2 separate regions of the Xenopus tropicalis genome follow, and region 2 is linked to region 1. Evidence: chromatin contacts called from public Hi-C data. All regions are on one chromosome and are shown on one strand. Each heading gives the region's core, a stretch centred on a gene start, on an enhancer-like site or on the middle of the called end of the contact. The rest is flanking DNA. Distances are from core to core; before and after follow the strand shown. Region 1 has its middle 150 kb from the start of arglu1. Region 2 has its middle 98 kb from the start of arglu1.

What was found. A called contact is a pair of places that touch in the nucleus more often than the background predicts.
Region 2: a contact with region 1 is called in a Hi-C map of neurula embryo, with 2.5 times the contacts expected there. The contact joins two enhancer-like sites. A contact is called at or near these places in 2 of 5 Hi-C or Micro-C datasets (neurula embryo and tailbud embryo).

Annotation. Positions count from the first base shown.
Region 1 is chr2:118,298,730-118,302,332 of UCB_Xtro_10.0, forward strand. No RefSeq gene overlaps it. Among named protein-coding and RNA genes, the nearest start is that of arglu1, 150 kb to the right of the region's middle. Within about 2 kb of position 2,077, at least 4 of the 11 cell types and tissues checked have an H3K27ac peak or open chromatin away from gene starts, as enhancers often do. A contact at or near this core is called in neurula embryo, where this site is marked.
Region 2 is chr2:118,348,664-118,352,189 of UCB_Xtro_10.0, forward strand. No RefSeq gene overlaps it. Among named protein-coding and RNA genes, the nearest start is that of arglu1, 98 kb to the right of the region's middle. Within about 2 kb of position 1,773, at least 2 of the 11 cell types and tissues checked have an H3K27ac peak or open chromatin away from gene starts, as enhancers often do. A contact at or near this core is called in neurula embryo, where this site is marked.

The sequences.
Region 1 (3,603 bases), core at 827-3,326:
GTACAAAATAATTCTTATAAGACTGGCACACCCTATAAAAGCAATCACAACTTTGCACAGAATTTATCCAATGTTTCAGTCTTCAATAGGACCTTTCTCAAAATCTTCATTTTTTTCTAGAAAAAAACTGACCTTATTAGTCTCACAGTAAATAAATATATAAGCAAAAAATAAATTTGTGAAGATACTGTGCAAGTAGTTTCATCCTACCATTAGTTTGAGATATGCCTAGAACTTACATGTAAGGCATCTAAAATGAATGAATATGAACAGTCATATTTTTTTTTTCCCCCATATTTTTACTTTTAAGTCCTGTGAGTGCCCTGCTTTATTTGACATTCTATATTATTCTATATTATATATATATATATATATATACTTATAATTTTTTCTGACAGCTGGAAATGTATGCTACAACTTTCCTGAAGGCAATGCCACAATAAATTGCGTATTATAGCGACATTGACCCTTATTTGTTCACTGCAGCCATAATCACCAATGGGTAGCTTCTGCCTTTGAACAATGATCCACTATTTCATCCATGAAGGTAAAGAAAATATACTCCAATAAATGTGTTAGACAATTCTAAGCATGGAGAGGGCTATTCATTTAAACAGAAGAAGAATCATGTTTAGAATAACATGCAGTATTGCATTATGGTGCATGAATAGAAATGTAGATGAAGTTGTTTAGTTTGGTGTAAATTGCTACCAACAGGTATTCTTTTTGATCTCACTTAAGACCAGAGGTATGTTATTTGTAACTTGAGCAGAACACAGTTAGCTTTCAATGGGTGAAATCTTAGTATGTTTGCCCAGTAGAGCACCTGGCTCTTAGGCAGTGAATGTTTAGAAAAACACCTTTAATAATATTGTGATGAGGCAAATCAGTGTTTGTGTTCTTAGAATTACTGGCTTAATTCTTAGCATCTGTCATCTACATCATTGTGAATCACTCATTCCCTCTCTGCACAGTAAACAGCTTACTTTGGGATTCCACTCACTTTCTTTTACTACAGAAAAAGACCATGTGAAGTGCAAAATAAGAGACCACCCTCTCTGTAAACTAATGAAATTACCATATTAGTGAAATTAAATGTGCTATGTCCATCTCATGTTTCACCAAGCATTACCTTATCTCTACATTGTTATGTTTCCCATTTTTATGCCCAAAATATAGAGACATGAGTAGAGTGTTCAACCATCTCTTCATCCCCCCCATGATGAAAATGTAAAGTTTCTTATTTAAAGAGGTAGTTCACCTTCAACATTTAGTATATTATGGAATGGCTTATTCCTAGTAACTTTTCAGTTGGTATTTATTTTTTTATAATTTTTGAATTGTTTGCTTTCCTCTTCTGCCTCTTTTCAGCTTTCAAATTGGGGTCATTGATCCCAGCAGCCAAAAAACTATTGCTCTGTGAGGCCACAATTTTATTGTTATAGCTACTTTGTATTACTTATAATAATGTGGGACCTATATTAGATGGAAGCATTTCTTGGCCTTGGATTTTTCATGGGCAAATTTTATTCAGCCGATAAGTTCTAGGCCCCATACTAGTGATCCCGAGTGGCACCTGTCAGTCACAGCCAGAGTCTGTCATATGCAGAGTGTTTTTTATGGATATGAATCTGCAACAGACAGTGTAGGGGGATTTATGACCACCGCACTTGTCCCATAAGAGCACTGCAGGATTGTGACCTTAGGGAAGTGACTGGTATTCAGACACAACCTTGTGCTTTGCTGTTACTGCGGCTAAAACTTTATTCTGTTTTGTTCTGATCAAAGTAATGCATGCCCTTTGCATTATGATATCAGGTGATCTCTATCAATGGTTAATGGTTTAATTTACTTTCAATAACAATTAACCTTTAATTTGAGCAGCATTTAGACACTGGAGGTGTAGAGTAAATGATATGTCTCCTTGGCTGCAGAGACCCATGCTTGAAATCTGAGCTCTGCCCCATGGGTATCCTTGAGGGTGTGAAACCAGGCTCCCTCAAAGATTTACATTTCTTTAGAGGATGTTTTTGTTATGCAGATTTTTCAATGTTTTTACTGCCTGCTGACTGATTTGCAAATGAATACTCCTCATAATGAAACAACAGAACATTTCCCAACAGTACTTCAAAGCCGGATGCTTTAACAGTAAAATAACTCATGACATTACTGTAAGGTTATAAAAGGGATAGTTCCAGTTAAATTGCTAATAGTCAGCTACTCACTCATGCATGATGTGATGTAGTCAGCCTAACCACATGTACTTAGGAGGAGATCTTTGCAGTTGGAAATATATTTTCATGTGATCTAAAAGATAAAAATATCGAAAAGATGACAAAACAGTCATCCTTGGCATGTATGTATGTATGTATGTATAACTTTATTTATAAAGCGCCACAAGGGTACGCAGCGCTGTACAGTCTTACAGAGTACAAAATTACACACAGGGAGGACAAGTGATATAATAAATAAATACAATAAATACATATATGTAAACATATATATATATAAGTGCCATGTGGTATGAGACACAGTAGGACGGAGGTCCCTGCCCCGTAGAGCTTACAATCTGAGTGGTTGGGTAACATACAGGCACAAACTGGAAGGTAAGAGTGCATCAGGTATGGGCATTTGCCCTTAAGCGCAGGACTGGGCAAAATAATGTCTTAGTGCTCCAGAAGATAACAGCTGAGTTTTTTCTTAAAGAGAGTGGGTGAGTTTTCCCTACGGAGGGATTCAGAGATAGCGTTCCAGAGGTAAGGAGCAGCGAGATAGAAAGGTTTAAGACAAGAGAGCGCAGTGGGTGTGGATGGTGTAAAGAGACGGAGGCTCTGAAAGGAGCGGAGGAGACGACCAGGAACATGTAGGGAGACCAGTGAAGAAATGTAGTGAGGAGCAGAGGAGTGAAGGGCTTTGAATGTCAGCAGAAGGATTTTGTAAGCTATCCTTTTGCTTGACAGGCAGCCATGCTAGTTCCTACTATAGATAGCCGGTTAAACCCATACAGATCTGATCTCTTCAGGTTAGATAATGCAGTGATTAGCTTGGGGGCATGACATTCCACATCAAGGCTACAACTCGCTACAAAGTCACTTATGGCACAGTGTTTTTTATGTTATCAATAATGGCATTAGTGCGCGATTCACTTGTAGCAAGTCAGTTACATGCGTAGGAACAACATGCTAAGGGAACCCTCTTCAAGGTAGATGTTACCTCCAGGGCTTCCTAAAAGCCCAGTAGATGGCAATGTTCCACTGCAGCAAATGGAGAATAGAGAATTGGTTCCTCTGACAAGGAACATTATTTAGACAGTTTTCACTGTGAATAAAAAAAACAAACAAATACCTGCAGATAAATTTGATTTAGGAAAGGGACTAGTCAATGGCAATACAGGTATGGGACCTATTATCCAGAATGCGGGACCTTCTGGATAATGGATCTTTCCGTATTTTGGATTGCTATACCATAAGTCTGCTAAAAAATCATTTCAATATTGAGTAAACCCAATAGGATTGTTTTGCCTTTAATAAGGATTGATTATATCTTAGTTGGGATCAAGTACAAGGTACTGTTTTATAATTACAGAGAAAAAGGAAATCATTT
Region 2 (3,526 bases), core at 523-3,022, 50 kb after region 1:
GTCCACACCATATCTTTGTGCCCATGAGTCCTGTAAGACAAAAATATTACTACAAAAAACATGATTAGACTGGTGCTTTTTGCTTTAAAATATATAACAGGTTTTCTGCTAGATTCCTACCATTCAGTCACTAATGAAGTTTTAGTCATATTGAAATTTGCCAATTTAAAAGGATATTATCAGTTCAATTAAAACTGATATTTATCATTGTCCAAGCCTTCTAGGGATTTTAATATTTCTGTCCTTGAAAAGAATGATTGGTGTGAGGTATAAAATCCCATTATAGGCTAGGGACAATGTTTAAGCTGATCAATATTACCCTAATGAACTATGTAGTTAACTATGATCGCTAGAGATTATCGATAAGTTTGCCACTGTGTATGCAAGATGGAAAAACACAGCAATGTGTGTTTTATTCAGGTAATATTAAGGATGAATCCGAAACAGGATGCATTTCAGAGCTATGCGAGACAGAGCTGGAGAACTGCCTGTTGCCATAATATTCAATGTATACTTCCACGGCCTGGATTGTTCCCAGATTGCCTTTAAGTCCCTTAGTAGTAGAAGGTTTCAAGAAAACTATATATCTCCCTAAAAATATTAATACAGATTTAGGTAATTTAAAATATGAGTTCCTTTTCATTAGTTGTTTCAGTTACATTGTGTACCCCCAGTAGATTTTCAGCAGCTCGAATGACAACTTTTGCATGGAGCATTTTTTTTTTAAATTCTATGCAATGTCTTGCCTAATAACTGAAACAGAAATACACAGATCTCTAGCAAATAATATGTTGACATATGTACCCTTCAGACTAGGTAGCCTTCATAAAATGTCTTGCTTGTTATTCAGCTAATGATTCGACTTTATACACCGACTGTGCATTAAATGGTTTGTCATTACTACTGATAAAAAACAAGAAGCTGGAGTAAATGCAGAATAATAATGAGGATGATCATTTTTTAAATGTCAAACTAATTTCAAGAGGGAACATTTTACTAATGTGAAAGTAGCTGTGAGTGGAAACATTTCTTTCCATTAATGGCAAAACAACCAAGAAGCGATCCTTATGTTGCAGCAAGGGGGTGTATTGCGTGAACAGAACACTCCCTTTCTGCACTTGCACAATGGACATCTACATATGAAAAGTGCAAGTTCATTTTTAATGCATTTTAAAATAAATGACTAATCCTAATCAGTATGAAATCACTTTGAGGCAAGGAGCGAAGTTAATTAAACAAAATGCAGGGTCAGGTTTGTGTTGCCCCTTTTCCTTACCCTATCCATACTCTCTGCTGGGATGGTTGCCTTTGAGGCATTTTTAGAACTCCCCAAACCCTGTTGTTATTAAATAAAAAGTATTCTTAGCTAAGGCAAAGTTAACAAATGCAAACTGTGTGAATATTAAACATTTCAGACTCTAATGTGACAGAAAACCATTAAAGCTTGTGTAAATTAGACGGTATTATAATTATAGAGGGGTTAGCATATGTTGCCAATAACCCTTCAAATGACAGCTCCAAACCTCTAATGATGGTGCATATGTGTGTTTTTGGGGAAGCCTTTATAGAAATACTTCTATTCCAATGTGGTACTTTCCTTATCAAAACTTTACCAGTAGGAATACATTCCCGCCATTGATCTTTTAGCTGCGTTTATCTATATCCTGAATGGCACTTGGTGAGTATGGTAACAGATATTCAGTAAACATAGACTAAAAGGGGAAAAACAGTGATTCAGATCACAAATCAATCAAGCAGGAAGCTTTTCAAGTGAACAAAAAGGCAATCAGTGACTGGCTAGCACAGACCAGAGTTTGGCCCGCTTTCATCTGCTCCACAGTGTCTCTACAAACAAAAATAATAAGGGCTCTCAGGTCCTTCAAACACATTGAAACATAATCCTTTTTACAGAGAGTGCATCAATATATGAATGGTGCTTTTCTCATTGCTTATAAAGGCAGTATCAGCTGCGCACATGGATCCCTATATTGCAGCTATTAGGGACCAAACCAGATGAAAGATTTGTTTTTCCTGCAACACCTGAAGCAACAAAAGTCCAGCCAGAAAAAAGAGAAATGTGTTGGTGGTTTGACTTTGAAATGTTCTTCTACCCCCCCTGCTTTCTGTAAAAGGGCTTTGTCTATCAAATGTTAAGTATGGGAAAGTTGCACTGTAAATATTCTTTCAAATGTCAGTCAAGTGATGGAAAAATCATTTTCTCCATTCTTTACTAATTACTTTACCAGGAATGATCACATGGGAGGGGTTATTTGTGCTTTTCTTCCTCCAATAGAATTAAAAGATTAAAAAAACAATTGGACAGATTTTAGCTACTATTACTGATTTTTCCTGTACCATTATTGTATTACAGATCCCATGATCTACAACCAGTCAAAAGCTTTAAGTGATAGTAGGAACCTGACTAAATGACCTACAATAACAATAATTAAGTATGAAAAAAACATTGTAAAATCCATACATTTTTTGTTGTGTTATTAAAATAAAGTCACTATGTATTCATATAAAATGTTTAAATATATAATTTTATATATAAATATATATATACATAAAAAAGCATCTTATTATAAAAAAGATCAAATTATATGGTTTAATAAATTATAATTGGTATAATATTTATACTGAACAACCAGTTTTTTATGTGCATAAAAACTTAATTGCTGGAATAAGCAACTGCCAATTGTCTGTTATCTAGATTTTGGGGTGCAATAATAACAATTTCCCCACTTCCAGTAACAAACAATTAGATGTCTGCATTCATTATTCTAACTGCAAGTCTTTAGCTGACTGCTGATTGGTTGGCATAATTTAATTAAGGATAAGGACAAGGATTACATGGACTAATGTTTACATAGTATTACAGGAGAGAAGCATCCATAATGATATACTGTATGTAAGCTTGAGTGTACATTGTTGACTTGTTTTCTCATGAAAAAAGACAATAAGAAAATATAAGTTAAAAAAAAAAAATAAGAAAAAAAATCACAACAAAATAATCAATATACCCTTTATCTAGAGGCAAAAATTACATGGGGGGTTCCTGGGAAAGTTTTTGGAGAATAAAGCTAGAGGCATACAGTGCATTTTCCACCATCCTGTATTTGCAGTACGCTGACTGGTACACACAAGGGGCAGCATAAATACATACTTTAATGCTTTTGTGCCAAGATTAAGAAGGCAACAAATGGCATTTTCTCCACTGGTGTATTTACTAGCCTAAGGCTAGAGTCACATTGGATGGGTTATGGAACAAAGTGCAGGAGAAAATGTAATGTGTGATACTGCCTAACGCTGCCATACATGTACTTTATAGAACGCTGATGTTTTGGGTAATGGCATACACGTGGTGTGACCAATGCTGCTATAAGGCAGAAAACTGTGGCAGTCAATAATCCCACCAACCGTAATCTACTGTATGGATAATGCAGTGCCTGACACACACATAGGGGGCAGATTTATCAACATTTGGATTTTCATAGTTTTAGAGGCTTTTGAAACCATGGCTAAA